Regions from separate parts of the Rattus norvegicus genome. Here region 2 is linked to region 1. A link is a contact called in public Hi-C data. All regions are on one chromosome and are shown on one strand. Each heading gives the region's core, a stretch centred on a gene start, on an enhancer-like site or on the middle of the called end of the contact. The rest is flanking DNA. Distances are from core to core; before and after follow the strand shown. Region 1 overlaps LOC103692198 (a long non-coding RNA gene). Region 2 has its middle 260 kb from the start of Prok2.

Region 1 (5,510 bases), core at 1,310-3,809:
ATAATAAGTATCTCTAATGATTGGGTATCTCTAATGCTACAGGGTGTCAATTTGCCGAGCCCTGGCCGGAGCTCTGAGAAAACCTGGGAGACATGAGATGCCCTAGTGCCGATGTCAGAGCCAGGAAAGAGACGTGAGCAGTCTGTGTTGGCTGACTGAAGCAATCAGGGAGGCAGGAGGTGGACGAAGCCACCTGTGCCCGCCCACGGCTCCTCAGACTTACACATTTTGCATGTTCGCCTAAGGACTGTGTGCAATGGCCGGGGCCTCCTGCCAGTCCCACTCCCCTTGAATCTCTCAGCTGAAAACTAACGACAGCTCTGGGAGTGGCCCATGTCCTGCACTGGCTCAGGAGTTTCCCAGTGGAATTGAGCTCTCACAGTAGTAACTTTCATGAGAGAACATCTAGTGGCTTGTCCTTCAATCCCCACCGTAAGTAGTTTCTGGAGTCCTTTCCAAATAACCATTAGAGCACACTCTGCATCTGAGGCTGTGCCACTAGGGAACACCGCCTTGGTCTAGATGGAGAAAAGGTGGCAGCTGATATCCCAAGCTGCCTTTCCTACCAGGAACTGTAGCAACCTCTGCCAAACCGAGCTGGTCACCAATTTGTCTCTGAGTAGACCAGAAGTTCAGAACAGTGACTTGGACCACTTGCTGTCTGAACCCTGGCTTAGTCCTGCTGCAGAGCTGACAAGGGTTTTCCTAAGCTCAGTGGCTGGAGGCAATAGGGTGGAAGAGGGCACACTATTGACAACCCCAGTTAAGAACCTCAGGGCTGGAATTTGCTACCTACTGAGTAAGGACAAACAAAACCGAGGCTCTCCACGATCCACCTGCAAGAAAGAACAAAACCCCCGTCTCCACTTCACCCCTCTTGACAGCTGCCGTGCCTGGCTTCCCTCCCTTATCTAAAAATCCATTTGCCACCACTGTCTCTGCAAGATGGATTGTCTGTTGACTGTTAGCCTGGGTCCATACGCATATGCCGGTTCTTTAAAAAGGAAGAAAGGTAGAAAGAAAGAGAGAAAGAAAGAAAGAAAGAAAGAAAGGAAGAAAGAAAGAAAGAGAGAAGAAAGAAGCCACAAATATCCTGTTTTGGGGATTGCAGAGTGCCCTCTTGTGGCCAGAAATGTGTCCGTGCTGGCTCCCTTCCAAATTATCTTATCTGGAAAGATCTGGATGGGATTGGAGAAGAGGGGCTACAGGAACCTTCTAGAGAATCTGTCTTGTTTTTGTTTGTTTGGTTTTTTTACAACATAAGTAAAGTTCAGCATGGTTTTACAAGGCTGCTTCTTGCAGCACATTTGTGAGCACATCTGAAAAAGCTTTCTCCTGTATCTTGTGTGTATATGTCTATATTTGTGTGTAAACACATGTTTCCATATGAATGTGTGTATATGTGTTTGTGTCTTCCAAAGTCAGCCCCTCGAAAAATGCCGACGAAGCAGTCTCTGGGAGGGTCCTTGAACTACACCAGCCCTCAGGAAGAAGGCAGAGGGCAGGCAATTATCAGGGAGTTAATAGACGCAGTGGGCTGTTGCTAAGCACAGAGAAAGAGGCAGTGGGGTATTTCGGTGTCTTAATGGTCCTGGTTACCTGGAGTCACCCATTACTTAGCAGGGTGGTCTCTGAAGAGAAGCAGCCCAGGGTCTAAATTTCCCATGCTGTCTTCACTCCTCAGGGAAGAGAAGTGGCAGCAAGTACCAATCCCCCTCTGCTAGGGAGTGTGGAGAGAGTTGGCAGGTGCACTCACATATCAGGTGTGTGCAAACAGTAGAGAATGCTTCTGGAGCTGTTCAGGCTAGAAGGAGGAAAGACTGGCTGTGTTGCTGAGCCTTCAGGCTATGCAGAAAGCTCTGAGGTTGCTACAGTGTATCTATAACAAGAGAAACCCGGAATGCTGGCAGAGAGCAATTCAGGAGAGAGCGAAGATGAAAGGCCTGTTGGGGGTTCTCTCTCTGCGTGTATTAGTTTTCAAATATGTCTTCAATGAGCAGAGTAATCTCTCCCAAGTTCTGGGGAGGGTGACAGGCAACTGGCTCCTGTCCCCGTGCTGGAGCCCCATGTGTATAGACATAGACATGTGTGCTCTGTATTTGTTTGTAGAGTGACTGTGTTAGGATGGAATGAAAGAGATTTCAAAAGGCAAGGGGAAAGAGAGAGGTCAAGATAAGAAAGCACTATAGAGGGAAGTAGAAAGTGCAGAATGTTGGGGGACAGCAGAAGGCTCCTGGAGCTCAAGAAGAAAATTCCTCGAGTCAGACAGGAGGGAATAATTCTGAAGGTTGCCAAGGGGTTTGTTCTAGAAGCCGAAGAACAAACAATCATAATTTCCTAGGCCAGTAAAGTATTCTCTAGGAAGTGCCCCAGAGTCCCACACTCTTTTCCTTGACTGGTATTTTATAATGTCCCTTCACTAACAGGAAATGAAATCTCCTTTAAAAACAGAAAGTGCCTACTCATGAGTTTTAAAAATAGATGTAACAGTCCAACTCCAGGATGAAGGAACTGAAGAAGTGCTATTTATGGCCCTGTATACAGAGGCTCGGATGCCTGGAGGGACATCAGGAAAGGGTCAGGTTCTTATCCGTCCCAGTGAAAACAAATGGCTACAACTGTACAACACACACAGCCCAGTTCCACTGCACCTCACGTACTTGAAGAGTAACTGTAAGGGAGCAGCTGTAAGTGTGACAAGTGACACACTTGACGACATATCATGATATTTTAATCCCTTTCAAACAGCTTTTAGTAAAAACTGGGCACGGTGGCGCGCACACACACACACACACACACACACACACACACACACACACACACCCCTGTAATCCCAGTATTTAAGTAGAAGTAGAAAAATTGTGAGTTCAAGGCCAGCCTGGGCTACATAGCAACTTCCAGAACAACCTAGGCACCATAGTGGGACCCTATGTCCCATACACAAAACACACAAACAAAACTAAATGCATGTGTCCCCTTGGCTTACACAGTAGGTATACTTCTAGAAGTTTCCATACATACTAAAACTGTTGAAGAAACATTCTTTGCCTGTGTGTAGGAGAGAAGAGGAGATGGGGCACAGGAGACAGCTAGTGTCTGATCCATGGTGTCTGAACCCCCTTCTCTCCCCACAGGCTGAGGCCTCAGTCATCTGAATGCTTGCCTGGGCTGGCCACACAGTCTGTCTCCTTCCTGGGTGGCTCAGATAACTGTGTACATTCTCTGCCACTGCCACAAAGTACTTGACAGAATTCCGCATCAGAGGAGGAAAGGTTTGTTTTGGCTCAGTGTGAGAAGCTGCATCCCTGCTCAGCTGGCCCATTATTCTGGAGGACATAGTGGCATCGCATATCATGGCAGGGGAGATGTGGCAGGGAGAGCTTCTCTCCTGGTGGCCAGGTAACAAAGGAGAGCAAAGAAGGGGCCAGAATTCCATTATCCCCTTCCAAGCCATACCGGACACCAGCAGCCACCTTCCTCCCACCAGGCCCTACCTCTTCTCCATCCAAGTGCCTGACGAAAGCGTCACAGGTTTAGAACCAGGTCTTAAGCACAGGGGCCTTTGAAGATCCAAAGTACAACGGCCCCACAACGGGCAGGTCAGCGCTGGCTGTGGCAGGCAGCTTCAGTTCTAGCTTCCTGCAAGGCGGCTAGAATGCTGCCACAGCATGGCCACTGGCATCCCCAGAGTGAGCCTCTCAAGAGATTAGAGGCACACAGAACTATTCTTTTCCTAATTATTTATTTGTTTGTGTGCATGTGTGAGTGTAGGAGCCGCTGCATACATGTGTTTGCCTGTGCCCACAGAAGCCGGAAGAAGGCCTCAGGGTTTCTCTTTCTTTTTCTCCTTTTGTTTTGAGGAGGGGTCTCTAGGCTGGAAGTCAGCCAACCCAAGGAGTCTATCTCCATTGTCCTTAGAGCTGGAGTTACAGATGGATGCAGGATACTGTCTTCTTACGTGGGTCCTGCAATCTGAACCCCCGCCCTCCTCCTGTTTGTACAGGAAGTACTCCTAACCACTGAACCATCTGACAGAACCATTCTTCATTGCTCAGCTTCATCTCTCTACCAAATGTTTTCCCTTAGATGAGAGCCTCCATGACTGTTTATGACCAGGTAAGGAGGTTAGGCCTGCGGTTTGAAGGAAGGGGTATCAATATATACTGACAATCATATTACAAGCATCATATATACATGTACAATCATATATTACAAACATCGTGTCCCAGAGAACCCAAAATTGAGTTTTCCACTCCATGAAATCTGCTCAGAAACCACAACTCGGGCGCGTCTGGGGAGACAGTGGATAAAGTTGTGTTTGCTGCACAAGTATGGAAACCGAAGGCCAGAAACCTCATCTCCCCAAATGACCAAGGCATGGCATTGTATGTCTGTGATCTCAGAGCTGAGAGCCTGGGGGATGGAGAAAGACAGAAACTGGGGGCTCCATAGGCTAAAACAGCAAGCAAGCCCCAGGTTCAAGAAGAGACTCGGTCTCAAAAAATAAGGTGGAGAGTGATAGAAGACACCTAGAATTGACCTCTAACACACATATGTGCACACATCAGGGACACACACACACACACACACACACACACACACATGCTGAGCTGTGCAATGAAATTCGGTATCTGGCACAACGTCACGTACCACGTCTTCCTGACCTCCTGTACGCCCATCCCTGCTTTATCAGATGCCAGGAATGCTTCTCCATCATTGTGAAAGCACAAAGTACAACCACTTTCCAACAGTCCCCTCTTTGTGAGCATGGTTATAATGGTGATTGAAAGTGGAAATTTGGGACTGGAGAGCTAACAACTGGAGCCAGGCACAGGGACTCCCTAGCAGGTCCGGGAGTATCTCCCAGGCACTTTTAAGTTGTACAGTTATCCTCCACTCCTCATGCCCTGGCCCTGAACCACCCTCCTCTGGCTCACCACACAGGCTGAGCTCCCTCTAGCTTAGTACCTTTGTTCCAGCTGTAGGCGTGTAGAACAGTCTTCTCTCCCTGTACCCTGGTTTCTTTATCCCTTTCTCACCGTGACCTCCTTCATTCCAAGGTGTCAGATCCCTTTGGAGAGCAGCTTGCTTGATTAGGGCAATTGGTGCAGTTTACCTCCAGGTTTGTGTGATTGCTCTGTTTTCAGCTTCCTCAGCACCACCGTAAGCTCAGTGATGGACGAGAAGGGGAAGAAGGGAGGAAGGAAAGGAGGGAGGGGGGAGGGAAGAAGAGTTTTGCATCAGCCCCACAGTGGGGCAGCCTTAGGTACCACAGACAAGTTCGGTCTTCCCAGAGTGAGCAGCTTCGTGGTGGCAGGAAGGAGTGGGAAGGCCCAGTCCCTATGAAAACATTGGTGAAGATATATATCTGGCAGTGCCTGCGCATGCATAAAGAGGCGTATTAGCTCCCTGGTTCGAAGTGGAGAGCCACAGCTGCTAATAGTGGTGTTGCTAGGCTGTTCTGCCGGGCGTGATTTTCTGTTTCAATTACGCTGGTGTCCGTGATTTAG
Region 2 (5,510 bases), core at 1,096-3,595, 86 kb before region 1:
CCCGCCTCAGATAGTCTGTCAGCACAGAGGGAAAGCTGCTCCTGCACTCGTGCCTTAGCTGTGTAGAGGAGACTGCGGTGGAGTTGTGGGAGGACCTTCATTTCAGATCTGATACCAGAGCCTCTAGTGTATGTTCAGAGAGAAACCGCAAATTTGACATGCTGTCTCCACCCCAAACCCCAAGCCTAACTAAGCCCCTTCTAACAAGTCATTTCCAAAGCACCGTGGAGTGGTTAGTTCTTCCCATCAACTACCCCAGAGCAAGCTCTTTTGCAAGAGAACATCAGTGTCTGTTAGTGTCTAGGTCCCCAACTGGATCTGATCTGCGTTCCTGTCTTCTTTGTTCTGGTTCATTTTGGCCAAATAACACTCTGAGCTGACAACCAGGCAAGCGGAGCCTGTGTCAGGCACAATCCCCTGAGATGGGGTGTGAGTAGGAACTCCAGAGTGAAGGGGTTTTAAAAACATAGCTAATCAAACTGTCTTCCTGTGAAAAGGAACAAACCCGGCAACCCCTCACTGGGAACGTGCTCCACTTCTCCTGCATAACAGCAAAAGGAAAGGCTTGTTAGACGCCTAGGCCTGGCTCCAGCAGGTAGGACATAGCAATTGCTTGCCAAAATGGGAGCCCACGGGACTCTTTGGAGGGAGGAAGGCCAGGAAGTGTATGGAGCTGCTGTACAGAGGAACCCGCTGTGATGCTCTTCTTATGATTTTCCTCGTTCATTCGAGCCCGCCTTGGATTTCTTCCCTTCTGTGATTGATTTGTTTGCCTGTCTTGAGACAGCATCTCCCTCTAAAGCCCAGGCTGGCCTGGAACTCCTAATCCTCTTGCCTCGGCCTCTCCGGTGCAGAGCGTGCAGATGGGCATCATGACGTTCATCTTCTTTTCATTTGATTGACTGTTTTCCTTCTCATCGTCTTGCTGCTTAATGATCCCAGCCCCAGGCTTCCAAGGCAACTGGCCAAGAAGATTAAGTTGGCGTTTGAAGTTGAGCGCTCTCTTCACTCATGCCTCTCCCCTCTTCTCCTCTCACATCCCACCACCTCAGAATCGAGGCCACGCAGCACCAATTTTTCAACCCACTCAAGCCTGTCGTTTCTAAAATCCCAAGGCTTCTTGAGGTTTGACTCGGAGCCAGTCACCAAACAAGCATTCTTTACAGAGGGCTGGGGGGGGGGGGAGAGAGAGAGAGAGAGAGAAAGAGAGAGAGAGAGAGAGAGAGAGAGAGGAGTCTTAGCTTGTGAGCCAGGCGGTTCCTCTTGTAGCCCTTCCCATCCTGTTGGCCTGTCAATAATACAGTAACAACAAAGTACTAACAAGCACTTTGTGCTTGTGTTTCAATAAAACTTTATTTATAAAGTTATAATAGGTGCAATACACCTTGAAGGACAGATATAATGAGTCTGTGTGTATGTCAGCAGAAACCCAGCCAGCTTGCACCGAAGAAGAGGGAACAAGAGGAATAGGGGAGTCAAATTCCAAAATTCTATACACAGGAAACAAACTGGACCGTGGAACAATCCAGGTGCAAACAGGAGTGATTTTGGCGTTTAGTTTTTGTCAACTTGGCGCAAACTAGAGTCACCTGGGAAGGGGGAACCTCAAGTGAGGAATTTTCTCCATCAGCCTTGCCTGTAGACTTGTCTGTGGGATATGTCCTTGACTGGTTGTTAATGTGGAAGGGGTGAGTGGTGCCTACCCTAGGCAGGTGATCCTGGGTTGTATAAGAAAGTTATCTGAGCAAACCATGGGGAACAAGCCATGGAGAGCAAGCCAGTAATCAGGACTCCACAGTTCCTGATACACCCATTTGAGTTCCTGCCCTGACTTCCCTCAAAGGTGGACGGTAAGCCAAATAATTTCTTTCCTCCTCAAGTTGCTTGTTGTCCATGTTTTTATGACAACAACTGAAAGTCATGCTACCCTTCCTGAGGAAGGAAGGATGACTCTGAAAATGAGCCATGAACCCAGAGGGTAGAGCCAAGAGCCAGGTCCTGAACCTGCTTGGGTTTTGCTGGATTTACAACCTGCTTAGGGCTAGCCCCTTCCTTTTCCTTCAATGCCTGTTTGAGAGAGTGTGGGTGTGGCTGTGGCTGGTTTATTATGCATTACTTAGTCACTTCCTCTAAATTAAAACCTTCCCTCTTAGAGGCACCCGAGGAATTCACCTAACTTACCAGGCTTACGAAGTCACAAAGTCACAAGAGCGGAAGTTCCTCCTTGATCTCAGATAAGTACAATGATTGCCAAGGAAAGGAGATTTTTATTTTCAGTGTACCCAGCTGCCTGAGTTGTGCTGCAACCCCAGGGATGAAGCTTCCCTGAGTGGTTACCCATGTCTGGGTGAGCTTTCAGTGATGCAGCCGCCCGTGAGTCATCCCAGGAAATTTACTGGTCACTAAACTGGACATGTGTGGAAGGGTTTCTGGGATCTGTCATTGGTGCCCTGTTTGGGGTGAGTGGGTGTCTGTTCACACCTCCACAGAAAAGCCACAGGACGTGCTGTCATCTAGGGGCAGCTGAGACCACTCACTGACTTCTTTCCCCCGTGTACAGATGACAAGAATCTTTACCTCCAGTTAGAATCTGCCTGAGTCTTACTCCCATCTGAATGGGATGAGATGATGCCATTTGAGAGTTGACTGATGAGACCAAGGTGAGACTTTGGACTTGAACCAGTGCTGGAATGTGCTGAGAGGAATGGGACCAGTGAGGCTGAGACACATGCAAACATTGGGGATCAGAAGATCTTATATGGTAAAGTGGGTTTTGTGATTATGACCAAAGTAGGACTCTTAAGATGTTAGACGACCATAGTGCACCCAATATTAACACAAGGCTCCTTGCAAGAGGGAGGCATGACTGTCCAAGTTAAGGAATAGAGGGAAGGTAAGACCAGGGGAGAAAGATGCTGTATGCCTGGCCTTTGGCTTGCAAGATGAAGTGGGGGCTGCAGAGAGCCTCTGGATCTTGGGAGAGCAAGGGCCAATTCTCCCTAGTTTCCAGAAGAAAGACAAACCTGTCAACGCCTTCATTCGAGTCCTCTTTTGACTCTATAAGGATAATGTATTGTGCATACATATTAAGTTTGCTACATTTTAAAATGTTAATTCTCTCTCTGTGTGTCATGTGCATGTGTACCATGTACGTGGAGGTCAGAGGACAACGTGCAGAAAGGAGTCAACAATTTCCTTCCACCGTGTAGGTGGGTCCCAAGGATCCAACTCAGTTTGTCAGGTTTGGCAACCAGCACCTTTATATGCTGAGCCAACTCTCTGGCTCAAATCCCACTAAGTTTGCTGGGCTTTGTGATGGCAACAGAGGAGCCTGTTACAAGTTTTGCCAACCATTACTCTAGATACAAAACTATGCGGGCTTCTGGGCACCTCTCTTTCAGTGTTCAACACGGTCCTTTGGGGCAGATGTGAGCATCCGTAGGGGCGTTTTGGAAATTGCTGCTCATAGGGAGATGCTCCAGAGCCCGCCCACATTTCTCCATTACATTGCCTTCGTTGGACACAGCCCCATCATAATGACCTCAGAGGCCCCCACAGATCCCGCTTTATCATACTCACCTCTCCTTGGATCTACACCAAGCTCTGGAGGTTTCCCACTGCTTCTGTTAGTCTGTTTCACATCCTCAGCCTCTGGACTCTTAGACTTAACAAGTGATTAGGTTTGCTTTACATTCGAAGGTAGTGTTTTTAAAAAAGATGCCAATTTCAGATGAATCAACATCTCTTCCTCTGAAAAACATTAGCCACTTCCTTTAATGAAATCCACACCTCCATCCATGTTGTAGACTGCAACACACACACACACACACACACACACACACACACACAGAGGGGGGGGAAGGGAGAGAGAGAGAACATAATATACCATATATCATCTTTTGGGGGAAGGAAGCTATCTATCTGCAAGAAGCCAGGAAGAGCCCTTAGCAGAAAATGAAGCCATCAGCAACTTGGTCTTGAGTTTCTCTGCCTCTACAACTGCAAGCCATCATTATCTGTTATTTACATGACCCAGTCTTTGATGTTAACCATAGCAGCCAACATAACCAAGGGAATATACTGAGTAAAACCTAAGCTCCAAAGCAGCATTTGAAGTCACAACTGTAGTCAGCCTGAACATAGGTGATGCTGGGGCCACAGGGGAGACAGGACAGCACAGTCTGGCAAACCACCTTGGTGATTCTCCTGGTACTAATGCCCAGAAGATATCCTCTCTTCTTGAATACGGTTGAACTGGCCATTTGCTTTTAAGCAACAAAACGAAGCCAAGGTGAAGGCCGTACCATTCACAGTTTCTTTACTACATCTCGCTGCAAACTCTCCCCCTTGCCAGCTCTGCAGAGGCAAGTTGCCATGCTGAGAAATGTTCAAGGTTCACCTGGCAAGGACTGACTGTGACCTCCAAATGACAGCAAAAAGGACCCAACACTCTCTGTGAGCCAAGAGCCAGATCCTGCCAACAGCTATGCAATCTTGAAAGTGGAACTTTCCCAGTCAAGTCCCATGAACCCCCAAATCCAGGACACCATCTGGAACACAGTAGTGCAGAGGACGTCAGAAGCCATACCTAAACTTAAAACTTCCAGAAGCTGTGAAATCACAAACGGGTGCTGTTGTCAGCTGCTAAAATGCTATACAGCCACAGATAACAGGTTGAGTTTGTAGATTTAGAACTCTCTAACATAGTCATAGGTCATAGTTTTGTAAGCTTGCCTCCTCCTCTTCCTTCCCCTTCTCCCCCTTCCTCCTCCTCCTCTTCCTTCTCCCCCTCCTCCCCATCCTCCTCCTCATCTTCCTCCCCATCCTGCTCTCCCCCTCCTCCCTCTCCTCCTCATCCTACCCCTCCTCCCCCATCCTCCTCCCCCTCCTCCTTCTCTTCCTCATCTTATCCCTCCTCCCTCACCCTCTTCCCCCCTTCCTCTTCCCCCTCCTCTTCCCCCTCCTCCTCCCCCTCCTCCCATCATCCTGGGTTCACCATGCCCATATGAAGAGCTTGTGTTTTCTTAGGTCCAGAATGGAACAGTGTCAGAGCCTATCTGCATTTCCCTTGCTTCGACCAAATAACTAACAAGAATAACTCAAGGGCAGAGGGTTTATTTGAGCTCACACTTTGAGAAGATACAGTCCACCATGGTGAAGAAGGCATGCGGGCAGGGTGTGACCACATTGCTTCTGCCATCACAAAGCCGAGAGTGATGGAAAAGTGGACTTGGGCTACAGAATCTCACCTACCTGCTCCCACCACATACCAGTTTAGCTTTCCCCACTCAAAGGTGCTACAACCCTTTTAAAGCAGCTAGGGGAGAAGTGGTTAAGCGCACAAGCCTGTGGAGTACATTTCAAACCATAAAATGAAAAGTACTCTGTTATTGATAGCAGTATTTCCTTGAGACGGCATCTCTAGCCCAAGCTGGTCTTATCTCACTCAGTACGTAGCTGAGGATGACTTTGAACTTCTGATCCTCCTACCTCTGTCCCTCAAGTATGGG

What was found. Hi-C and Micro-C count contacts between places; a contact is called where the count stands out from the background.
Region 2: a contact with region 1 is called in a Hi-C map of Schwann cells, with 2.9 times the contacts expected there. The contact joins two enhancer-like sites. A contact is called at or near these places in 3 of 12 Hi-C or Micro-C datasets (the Rat2 cell line, Schwann cells and mammary epithelial cells).

The regions. Positions count from the first base shown.
Region 1 is chr4:134,089,625-134,095,134 of GRCr8, reverse strand. It overlaps LOC103692198 (a long non-coding RNA gene), which reads right to left. Exons shown (of 3, transcript XR_001837651.3): 3 at 1-5,510. Among named protein-coding and RNA genes, the nearest start is that of Prok2, 170 kb to the right of the region's middle. Within about 2 kb of position 2,559, at least 5 of the 93 cell types and tissues checked have an H3K27ac peak or open chromatin away from gene starts, as enhancers often do.
Region 2 is chr4:134,175,431-134,180,940 of GRCr8, reverse strand. No RefSeq gene overlaps it. Among named protein-coding and RNA genes, the nearest start is that of Prok2, 260 kb to the right of the region's middle. Within about 2 kb of position 2,345, at least 8 of the 93 cell types and tissues checked have an H3K27ac peak or open chromatin away from gene starts, as enhancers often do.